3 separate regions of the Mus musculus genome follow, and all the other regions are linked to region 2. Evidence: chromatin contacts called from public Hi-C data. All regions are on one chromosome and are shown on one strand. The core of a region is the stretch at or near the end of the contact, and the rest is flanking DNA. Distances in the headings are between cores, read along the strand shown.

Evidence for each region. A called contact is a pair of places that touch in the nucleus more often than the background predicts.
Region 1: a contact with region 2 is called in a Hi-C map of stem cell-derived motor neurons, with 7 times the contacts expected there. The contact joins two enhancer-like sites. A contact is called at or near these places in 9 of 484 Hi-C or Micro-C datasets (the N1E-115 cell line, adipose-derived mesenchymal stem cells, cerebellar granule neurons and 6 more).
Region 3: a Hi-C map of cerebellum shows a contact between it and region 2, with 2.6 times the contacts expected there. The contact joins two enhancer-like sites. A contact is called at or near these places in 3 of 484 Hi-C or Micro-C datasets (cerebellum, cerebral cortex and cortical neurons).

Annotation. Positions count from the first base shown.
Region 1 is chr11:36,218,961-36,222,752 of GRCm38.p6, forward strand. Tenm2 (teneurin transmembrane protein 2) reads right to left here. Exons shown (of 29, transcript NM_011856.4): 6 at 2,448-2,570. Among named protein-coding and RNA genes, the nearest start is that of Gm46251, 57 kb to the left of the region's middle. Within about 2 kb of position 2,456, at least 46 of the 459 cell types and tissues checked have an H3K27ac peak or open chromatin away from gene starts, as enhancers often do. A contact at or near this core is called in cerebellum and stem cell-derived motor neurons, where this site is marked.
Region 2 is chr11:40,598,603-40,602,247 of GRCm38.p6, forward strand. No RefSeq gene overlaps it. Among named protein-coding and RNA genes, the nearest start is that of Gm34281, 33 kb to the left of the region's middle. Within about 2 kb of position 2,024, at least 36 of the 459 cell types and tissues checked have an H3K27ac peak or open chromatin away from gene starts, as enhancers often do. A contact at or near this core is called in cerebellum, cortical neurons and stem cell-derived motor neurons, where this site is marked.
Region 3 is chr11:36,675,859-36,679,953 of GRCm38.p6, forward strand. All of the region lies in intron 2 of Tenm2 (teneurin transmembrane protein 2), which reads right to left. Among named protein-coding and RNA genes, the nearest start is that of Gm51889, 20 kb to the right of the region's middle. Within about 2 kb of position 1,658, at least 114 of the 459 cell types and tissues checked have an H3K27ac peak or open chromatin away from gene starts, as enhancers often do. A contact at or near this core is called in cerebellum and cortical neurons, where this site is marked.

The DNA of each region.
Region 1 (3,792 bases), core at 1,206-3,705, 4.4 Mb before region 2:
CAACATATGAGTCACAACCCCTCTATCTCTGAAAATATTTATAGCGTGATTCATAACAGTAGCAAAATTACAGTTATGGAGTAGTAGTGAAAATAATTTTATGGTTGGGGTCACCCCAACATGAGGAACTGTACGAAAGGGTCATAGCATCTAGGAAGGTGGAGAACCGCTGCCTTAGAGACAAGTATTCCTAAGACTTGTTCTCGAAGGGGAGTTTTCCTCAGTTGTCTGGCTGTGATGGTGTGGGATGTTAAAGGGAAGTAGGGTTGGGAAATGGAGACAAAAGAAAAAGGGGCTATTTTCATTTCTGGGGGGCCTGTGAAGATCCCTGGGTTCAGGGTACTGTTTCAAAAGCATCTATATACAACTCCAGAGCCCTCCCATCTCCACATCCTATGATGGGATGATCTGCATCTTCACTTTCAGATGTGCATTCTAAGTTTGTTTGGTTGTTGACTTGTGGGCTAAAGAACAGCAGCGGGTAAATGTAGCAGAGACCCCATGAAGCAGGGCTTCTAAGAGCCATCCTGTTGGTCCTCCAAACCGAGGTAATTCTTCACCACAGGGAGGGAGCTAGCCAGTGTACTGGCTGTCATTTAACAGCACCCCTGGCCTTAACCCACTAGTTGCACCTCTTCCAATTGTGACAGTAAAAAAAAAAAAAAAAAGAAAAGAAAAAAAAACCCAAAAACAAACCCTTTTCAGTCATTGCCAAATGTCTCCCAAGGGGCAAAAATGAGAGCCATTGTTGTAAAGGAGAAAAGGAAGGAGTGAGGTCAAGTACTAGAGGTGAACAGATTTTAAAACTGAGGGCAATAAATTTGTCACTGGGCTTTGTGGTCAGCTGAAGCAGAATGTGGGCAGTTAGAATGTGGGCAGTTAGTTATTTTGAGATCTAGTTTCACCTACATAATAATGGGAAGCGTATCATTTCATCCTTAGATAAAACTTTTTCATGCTTACTTAAAGATGATTTAGCGTTAAGATTATGACGGATGGGAAGAGCGTTTCTTAAAGACTGAATGAAAAGGCCGAGGAGTCCTACCCAAAGGTGTAGGACAGCCCCGGGGAGACCATTAGCGTATTAGGGTAAGTAACACACAGCCAAGGCTGAGGAATTCTGGAGTCTCCTCGGGAGAAAGCACAGGTAGAGGAAAAGCCCACGTCCTGTCTGAAGATGCATATTACACAGTCCCGAATTCAAGTTTGTGCCTATCCTGTTTCATTTGGATCAGTTTCTAGAACATTCTGGGCCTGAATTTCTCAGAGATGAGATTCCTGCTCTTGGAGCTGAAGTTACACTATGTTATGTTGGATATGTGATAGTTATCCTTTCTTTTTCTTTGAAATATTCCGGCGGTGTTCTCCCCACCCTTCTCTCTGAAATGGACTGAAAAATTCTGTTTGGAGAAGCCCTTTTGATACAATCCCTTGCTTATGTGATTTCCATCCGAATCACTCAAACTGCCACCAGATTACCAAATGCCAGCCCTGTTAGCTGTGCCATTGGCTGCTCTTGTCTTTTAATTGCTCCTGTCCCCACCTCCCCATGGTTCTGTGTTTTTTTTCTCTCTGCTTTTTTAGCACCTTGTTAGCACCTATTTTTCTCCCCTACGCGAATACAGTCGCCTGATTGCCTCAATGAACACTCCTATTGTCCTCCTCCCGGCCCAAAAAGGGAAGCTTTGTTGCCAAGTTGTCAAAAGTCCTTTCTATTCTTTCCCAAAGCAGAACAGCTCTGTCTCTTTCAAGGCGAGCCAGGCGAGACTACTCCCCAGGGAGGTTGTATCTATCCTTGTGGGAGAAGGACCCAGACTAGTGGCCTGTACTGCCAGCTGCTTCCTGCCTTCTGATCAGGCAGGTTTTGGCTGCTGCTGCTGCTGCTGCTGCTGCTGCTGCCGCTGCTCCAGCTGCTGCTGTTGCTGCTGCTGCTTCTGCTTAGGCCCCGGAATGCTTTCAGGCATGCTACATCAAATCAGTTGCTGTAGATAGCATAGGTATGCACACTGCTTGGAGCAGGCGCTCTGCCAGATCCAAGTGACTCCAGCCAAACACAGCTAACAGACAGGAACAGCAAACAGCTTTTAAACAGGGGCACCTATGAAAGGCAGTCGTTTTTTTTCTTTTTCTTCTTTCCCTTCCTTTTCCTCTTTCCCTTTCTCTTTTCCTTTCCTTTCCTCTTTCCCTTTCTCCTTTCCTTTCCTTTCCTTTCCTTTCCTTTCCTTTCCTTTCCTTTCCTTTCCTTTCCTTTCCTTTCCTTTCCTTTCCTTTCCTTTCCTTTCCTTTCCTTTCCTTTCCTTTCCTTTCCTTTCCTTTCCTTTCCTTTCCTTTCTTCTCTTTTCTTTTCACATGCCTTCCACGACTTGGATTAAAAAACCTGTAGCAGCCATCAAGAGCCTTGACTTTTCCTGTGACCTCAATAGGGCAAGCAGCAGCTGTAACCTCACCTTTGCCTCCAGATGGCACTGTTGCCACATCATCGTTTCCTGGTAAGCCGGTCCTTACGCCATTGTTAAAGGTGTGTCCATCTGCCGGCTGGAGTTGCCAATTGAGTCCGAGCAGATGCATTGCTGCAGGAGAGACAAAGTAATGAAAGTATGAATAGATAATTCAGCAATGCAAATGTCAAGGGGGAGGGCCAGGTGCCTTTTTCCAAGCGACTGCCTTTTAAGGAAACTGCAGTTCAAAAATGGCTTGCCCCAGGCCGTCAGGATTAGCTAAAATATAGAAAGTGGCAATCTAAGAGCTTCTGTCTCTGCTTTGTTGCAGTTCCCAGCCTCAGGGGCAGCACCCCTTGTGGGAAGTGGAGGAGGGAGGCTGCATATAGGTCTTTATCTTTCAGGATGGGGTCACTCATCACTCGCCTGCTTGGCCACACATCTGACATGAATGCTTTTAGACAGGTGCACTGGCAAAGGCTGGGTTCACCCAGCTACTCAAAATGTGAGTCAAGTTCAGAAATAAGGCTACACTGCTCCCATTTGACCGACCCTAAAATGCCACCACAGCCAGAGGTATCTGCAATCTCTCCGGCCCACTTAGAGCATGCCTATCTAACTGTGCCAAAGTTTGAATATATATAATTTCTCCCTGTATTCATGATGAATGCATATCTTTTTTAGCACACTGTGAAAATGCTTAAGGTGTGTGTGTGAGCATATGTGTGCATGAATGTGTGTGCATATGTGTAATAGTGGTAGAGCCTTTTCCAGAAAAAAGCAAAACAAACACAGCATATTCTGTTTCCCCCAAGTACGGCATGAGACACAGATGAGATTCCCATAAGCACTTGCTCTCAGGAGACAGGCATGCATTCAGAGGTTGGTTTCCATGTACGCTGCCACCTCTGCCTCCAGGCAGCCTTCTGGTCTTGTCACTTAGCCTGTGCAGATACCTAGAGTGATTTTTAGAAAACTCAGTGTCCGTATCTCTCCCTGATGGATCCTGGTTGTATTGTTACCAAGGGGGAGGGAAACACCTCTGTTCTTTCCAGGCCCTCATCTAAGAAACGCTTCCTTTGTAAATAAATAAGGAATCCATCCCCTGTATATTTCCCACGCAAACAACAACTGTGCCCTGTCTGTCTGGCATTTCAATGGGCACAGGTTGATGCCTGCTGCCACATTCGTAGTAGCTCCGCAGGAGAGAAAGGGCTGTTGACAGGAAAGTTCTGAGTTTGAAGGTGGGGATGGGAGAAACAATTAACCACAGGAAACACAATTAACAATGCTTAGGAAATTGTTCACATAGCAATTAATTCTGCATGCCTACCACCACTTAAAGTCAGGCTCT
Region 2 (3,645 bases), core at 774-3,273:
ATATGCAATGTCGAGGCCAAACACTGGACAATCCTTGTATGAGGTCATACCCTTTGAAAAATGATGGTGTACATTAGCATAAAACTCAATTTAAGCAAGCAACCTTTTCCTGGGTTTATTTGAATGCTGAACCCCACAGGTTCTTTCTTGGAAAGGATAGTTTGAGAGGAATACAATTACCAGGGAGGGAGAACCATGTTACATTTTAGAGAACGATGAAGAGAATTACAGAAGATGTGGTCAGCATAAGAACATGAAGTTTGAAGAAATGCCAAAGGTTAGTGGAATTGCAGTCAAGAAACGTCAACAATGCAGTTTGAAAGAATTAGATCTGGAAAACCTGAATGGGAGGAGAGCATTTTCTGAAAAAGGACTCATATCTCAAGGAGCTAGGATGGAACAACCTAGACTACTAACTTATGCCTGCACCAAAATAAAAGTTTGGGAAGGGTCGAACGGAATGAGGTGGTGATGTGGTTTGTGTTTTCAGTGGTAGTAAGGTTGCAGGGCTTTGAAATCCATTTCAAACAGGTCATATATGTCTTAATGTAAGCCCTATCATTAATGTTACTAGATCCAAGGACCTGGCCCTCTCCTCATCCCATTTCTAGCAGGAGGAGAAACTGAATTTTAAAGAAGTACTTAGCATACTCAACATTGTACTGAGAGAAAGCATAATAGCTAGGACTCCACACCAGATGGGGCTTCCACCAGAAGCATAGGTCCTGACCTCTTGATTTCAAGTCCTCCTTCAACGAAGCTAGTCACCTACCCAATCCCGTGGTGACTCCTGGCATGTACAGGTTCTCTATTGTGTTTCCCCAAAGTATACCTCCTTTCCCTAACTTCCTGCACAGGAAAGTGTTTACCAAACCGAGAGCAGCAGAACATTTGTGCTGTTGCTTTTTTTTTTAATCCACAAAATTCCATCTTTAAGGCACATTCCCTTTTATTACAAATATTAGCAATTATTATAGGTCTCTCCTTTCAGGCTAACAGATCCACTCTGCTAAGTATAATACTGGCCACTGTACGGTGACATTCAGTGGCATCTCTTGAAAAGTGTCTTAAATGTATTCTACTCATTGAAAGGCCTGCTTCAAGCACCTCTGTGCACTCAATTTCCATATGTATTCTTTTGCTTAGGTTTGTTTTTTTTTTTTTTTTTTTTTTTTTTTTTTTTTTTTTTTTTGATAACAGGCTCTCACTATGTGCCTCAGGCTGACCTCAAATCCAGACAATCCTTCTGTCTCTACAGACCGTGGGGCTCAATTTCTATTTCCAGTCTCCTTACTCCACAATAAGATATGAGAGAACACTCCAGACGCACAAGATCTTAGGGTGTTTGTGGTTTGTCCACTTTCCCTAAATTCCCCAATTTCGCCCCATGGAATCCTCATGAACACAGGCCCAGTGAGCATCCTGGCTAAACCTGTAGTGGAGTCTATCTCCATCCCCGGAGCTAAAGCCTAAAGCCAGCAGCTGTAGCAACTGTCTTCAGTAACAAAAGGCCAGTGACTCTGGCTGTGGAAGCGAAGGTGCTGACAAAGCCCCAGTGAACCTTGGCTTTGACTTGTAAACAAGGGCTTTGAAGGAGCAAAGTTGTAAGTTTGTCTCCACTAAAGCAAACTTCCCGAGCTGTTTGCTTTGGGCGGTTTGCCGATGAACACGCAGCAGGAAATGGATTTCCTGTCTGCCCTTCTAGCCACTGTAGGCTGTGCTTGGCTCAGCTGCCACTGAAACTGGAGAGCAGTCTTGGAGAGGCATCCCTGTCAGAAGCACGGGAGCCTCAGCTTGCTACTCCAGTTGCTCTTTTCTAACCCGTTCTTCCCAGCCTAGTCAGGCAGTGACTTTCCAACATGCTTGTTAGGGGTTCCATGGGCCACCACTCGCAACGGGAAAAATAAGAAAAAAAAAAAAAAACTAGGTCGTGACCGACCTTCTAGTGAGTGCTCTCACATCCTGCCAGGCAGGGCACTGGGACAACAAAGTGAATGCATCCTAGGTCTGGTGAGAGAGAAACTTTGTGAGTCACTTTGTGCAAGAGCCAACCTGAAGCCCCCCTGGCCAAAGATGGAGCTCTCCCAGGTGCTGAAATTCGAAATTTGCGAGGTCAGTTTATTTCTCTTAGCCTTGAGTTTCTTGAGCCATGAGTCTCTCCCTGTTTAAATTACCATTTTTCTTCGTTTGACGAAAACTTCAAATTTGATTAGCAAGGCATTTCTCTTTGTTTCTGAAACAAAGCAGGGGAGGGGCTGTGTGGGTAGCGACTCTACAGAGCCACAAAGAAGGTGATTGCCCCGATACTCACAGCAACTGTTCAGGCTAGCACTACTACATCGTCCAATGTTGCCAGAAATGCAAGAAATGTGGGTCTTTAATGAGAACCGTTTGCATTTAAGTGTTGACAGCTAATTTGAAAAGCCTGCACGGGCCAATACAGCATGATAAACCACATATGCCCAAGGCAAGAATCCTAAAACTGTCTACCTTTACAGTGCAGGAAGCTCTGCTTCATCACACCTTGGAAAGAGGGAGCTGATTAGCTTTGAGTTAAGAGCTGAAGAACCCAGAGGGAGGCAAGGACATTAGGAACCCAGCAGGATTCAGCCCATCTGTGAAAGGGACACTTCAGAGTTTCTATGATCATAGGGTTAAGAAAGGTCACACAACATTATTCGCACCGAAAGCTTGCTGGATTGTAGCTACTTAAAGGTGCAGAGGCAGATAAAACACAAGGACGTCCTGGGAACAACAGGATCTGAGAGGTACTGGAGGGCTTGGTTGAGGATGAGTTTTACATTAGCTATGTGACATTTCCAATTAAATGCAAAATCAACAGAACATCTTCTGCAGGGTCGTAGTGATGGAGAGCACTCACCTAAGCTTGTTCACACACTAAATTCCTCAAAACAGCAACAAAGGAGGATAAATCAATTGTCTTTGCTACCTTTATCAGCATAAACAAAGAGATAAAAATACAGTATAAAATTTTAACTATCTTTGCCCATCCTACCTGCAAAATGTGAAATTCCCCTGTGCTTCAATAAAGGAAAAATACATCCAATGAAGTCTAACAAATGTGCCATCTGTTCAGAAAGTGGTAGACAGGCATTTTTTTACACGTGACACTATTGCCCTCTTGTGGTCAGAGAAAATAGTGCATCTGTTTTCCAATGAGGTTTTTAAAGGTTATACCTAAAAATGTACTTCTCACAAATATAAATCATTTATAAATAGAGCAATATGTATAGAAACTTCCATTTTAAATAGTATGAATATTATTTATAATAAAATATCCAAATTAGACCTTGGGCTCTGAGCTTAGTTTTCTTATGAAGGGAAAGGAAATCAAGAGAAAAATAAAATGTTATTAGAAATAGTTGGATGGCTAGGAGGCACAACTCATGAAGCTAATGATGGTGTCAGTCACTCCTCTACCATAGTGTCCACCTGGCTTCCTGCCTCCCTGCCTCCCTGCTGACTCCTGCAAGGGGACAGAGGAAGCTTTCTTTCACTTCCTGCCTTCCTTTACTCACTCTCCACTGTTGGAGAAAGTAGGCCTTTCACAGTTTCCCACCCTAATAAGCCAAACGGCCTTGTGTTAGGAGCCTGTCACCTCCTCCTCCCTATTCCCTTCCTGAC
Region 3 (4,095 bases), core at 408-2,907, 3.9 Mb before region 2:
TTGTTCCTCCTTGCCCAGTACCGAGCCTGTCCCCATGCCCTCTCAAGGCTGAATCCATGAGCTGCATGTACAAGATGCCATTAGGTGGGTCTGGCAACACAAGATACTCCAGATAGAGGTGTTAAACAGCCAGTCCAGTTTGGAAACTAAGCAAGAAAACATTCTATCACGACACAAATGTGTGAAATACTATCTTTCTGTGCTCACTGAACTCCACAGAGCCATAGAAGGGCAGTTTTTCCTAGGGCCAAGCCTAGAGGCACGGCCATCACCTTTCCATATTCCCTTCCCAGGAAGCATTCTCTTTAATCAAACAGCACACTTGTAAGGAACTTCCCCTATGCCCACCAAGGTAATTTAAAAACCAACTTAAATACGTCGGGTAACGCTTGTCAAAAACCTGGATAGGACTCAGATTTCTGGTCACGCTTAATTTCAAAAGTTGGCTTATTTGTATTATATTTCTCCATTCTCAAATATCAGTTCATTCATGCCGGTCACAATTTCATTTTTTTTTTTTTTTTAACAGCAGAGGCAATGAAAACAAAATCCACCAAAAGTGAGATTAACAGCAAATAGCCCAAACTTTAAAAACAACATCTGCGGCCACAAACACCCTGTGCTGAGAGATGATTCAAGGATAGAGCATAGTCTCTGTTTGTTCACCGTGAAAATAGATACGAGCCCTTTAAAGCGTCATCCCCGAGCTTGTCAAAGGAGAAATGCCACCAGATACAATCCAGAGTTCCCATTCATAGCGCACAAAAGGAATGTCCACCTAAAGCTACCTCTAGAAGAGCACTACAGGTATCCTAGATTTGGGGGCTTAAATCAAAGTTCCCACTTGAGTCTCTAATTAGCCCCCTCTGCCATTAAGGGGGTCTCGAATCCAGAAAGCTTTATCCAACAGCACTTCCAGAGTTAACTCCCCCTCCAAACTGTCATAACTCGGTTCTCCTAATTATTTACTGGATGCCTCTCTAAGGCGTGCCCTCACCTGATGTTTTAAGTTCATATTTCATTTGGGACAACACTTAGTCTCCATTTAGAAACCGTCAACCTGCCTCAGGTTCAGGAGATTCGAGATGCGCCTCACCCACAAGAGCCAAGCCAAACACACCCAAGCAGCCAGACTTAAATAAACTCTGCCCTTTGCCGATACCTCCGGTGAGAAATTATTATAACGCATCAGAAGTTCAGAAAGAGGAAAAAATTTCAAATACCATCTGTCTTCCCAGGGCTTAAGTCCTGGAGTTCAAAAACAGTATCAATTGAATTATGTTTCCCCCTTCCCTTAGCTGTTTAGAATTTAACGTAATGCAAAGTGCTATTCTGATCAAAATCATATTTCTCATCTCTCCCCTTAAATAAAAGGGAGGAAAAAAATCATTCCATATAAATGCATTTACTATACAAATCTATTTTCAATTGAATTTGCTGCATGCTCTAATTCATCAAAATTAATACAGGTACTTTCTATGTTAAACAAAAGGAAGCCGACTGAAAAATCGGCTTCTGCTGCAGATGCCTTTCTCAATTATAAAACCGGTGAAAACAGAAATTTAACTAAGCCACTCGGTCAAACCCTCCGATCGGCTCGGCGCTCTTACCTGCCTCAGCTGAAGGCTTCCTTCCCTTGTTAGCAGTGTGCAGCATCGCTAGCTCGCTCCAATCCTCACCACGGGCTCAAATTACACCACCGCTAAGTCCACCCCCTCGCCTTTCCCCTTCTCTGCCTTCTTTCCTTTCTATTTATTTTTTTCTTTTTTCTTTCCTTTCCTTTCTTTATTATTATTTATTTTTTTGCCAGCAAGAAAAATACTTATTGAGAGTGATTAGTTTTTGTTGTCCCTTTTAAGTCCCTCCTGCAGGAAGGAACAGGGGAGCAATGTGACGCCACCTTTTAATCTTTTGTAAGAGTGAAAAGGCAGAAAAGGAACGCTCGATCAAGCTGAGCTGCACACATGACTAAAACTCGCAGGAGACGCTGCTGCTTGCTGCCTGGCGAAAGCACCGCCAGGCTTGAGTGTAAGAACAGAGAAGAGAGGAGTCGATGGAATGTGACAACGTATGTGCATCAAAGGCAGGGGGAGAGAGAACAATGAGCAAGGGAAGACAGCGAGGAGAGGGAGAGATGGAGGGAGAGGGAGGGAGAGAGAGGGAGAGCAGAGGGAGAGACAGGAGAGAGAGAGAGAGAGAGAGAGAGAGAGAGAGAGAGAGAGAGAGAGAGAGAGAGAGAGAGAGAGAGAGAGCACATACACACACGGAGAAAAGATAGAGCGGGGTTTCAGGCAGGGGACTCTGAGAATAAAGCCACAGTGCGGTGTCTGGCAGCTTCTGTTTTTATCTCAGCGAGCATGATCCGCGGCCTCTCTCATTTAGAAACACATCCGTGTATCTTCCAGGTTTGAAAACTGAGATAATCGCAGTGTGTCTCTGGTTTTGTCTGATTGGCATTTAACTGTGCGGTGTGTACCTGTGATTTTTTTTTTAAAGGATGCATTTGTGTGCAATTTATTTCGCATATTTATTTATGTAGGCAAAAATGAAAGCTGCTAATTTCTACGGCAATTTGCAATGTAGTTTTACTGGCAGATGGAAGTCTACTTACCATAACTGCTGACAAACTGCCACGGGTAAACAAAAGAAGAAACAAATGCTTCGTCTTGATAATTGTCTTAAAAAAAAAAAAAAAAAAGAGGAACCCACCCTAAAATATTAGCACTTGCAAAAATAGTGTTTCTTGGCTCAAGTTTAAAAGGTGATTTTTCTCCCTTAGTTTTTTAGAAAGAAAGGCACAATAAAAGGGAGACATAGTGTTTGAAGGAAAGGTCTTAGGGAAGAAGCTTTTTGTAACGCACACACCTAAATTCTCCCTGGTTTCCCTCCAAATGTGATGACTGGTGGCTTTCTGGAGTCCTGGGGCAGAGTTTTTGAGGCACTATTTGCCATGGACTTACACTGCATCTTCCTACCTTCCTCGACTATTTTAAAAGGAGGCTCCATTTTTTAAAAAAAAAAAAAAAAAACAAAGTGGCAAAGAAATGATTTGCCCATTCAAATCACTTCCAGGGCTGCCTCATGAGCTTTGTTCTATTTCCACTGTCCTCTAGCCACACGGGGGCCAGGATTACACAGTTAAATTCCCTCAGTGACCTCTTTTATAAGGATGTAAATTGCTGATTCCAAGGTCAAGTATTTGGTAGAAGTTAGTTATTGGTGAGATAACTGCCTGTTTTTCCATGGTAACCTGAGCCAACACAGTCGTGAGCTCGCAGGAAGAGGAGACGCCCAACCTTTCGATGGACCATCTCCTCAAAATCATGTTTCTGTAAGATCAGAAGGTCAAATCCATGCACCAGACTTAGAACACTTACCAATTCAGGAAAAACAAAACAAAACCTAAACAACAATAACGAGATAACTCAATAGTCCTTCTTTGAATTTCTACCACGTCATAGTCTAAGAGTCTGCCCGAGGACCCTCAGCATCTTGTAGTTTGGAATTCCTATGTGAGCCAGATGTAGAATTTGAATTGGTGCAAAAAGAATAAGACACTTTTGCCTGCCCCAGTCACAATGTGGTATTCAAAGTGGGCTTGCTTAATCTTGTTATGCCAGAGCATAACTCTTTTCATGCTCTGCCAATAGAAGGATATGTGTTTTGCTTGGACCCAAATAAAGAAGTACCCCCATCTTGGATACGCTCAGATGTAACTCTACTGATTATTAAGGCGGTAAAAGGAGTGGAGAACACACAGTGGCTGAACAGAAAGCTGCTGGCCAGAGGACAGAGGACTCAGAGTGGAAGAGAAGCTGTAAGGCTCCTGCTTTCTGAAAGGGTTGAATTCCAAACTCTCCACAGAATTTTTTCAGAGCACATTGAAAGCAGCAGCCTCAGAGTGACATTATTGATACAGGGTCTAGAGGTAAAATTAACTTTAGGTGAGGGAATATGTGGACTGAACAATTTTCTGACAATAGAAATAAAGATTCAGCTACCAGGGTGCGTCTATTTCAGCGTCACAGAAGTGGGGGCGTGGCATGGGGAGACTGGGCGAGCAAATGACAGACAATGAAAGATGAAAAGAAATCA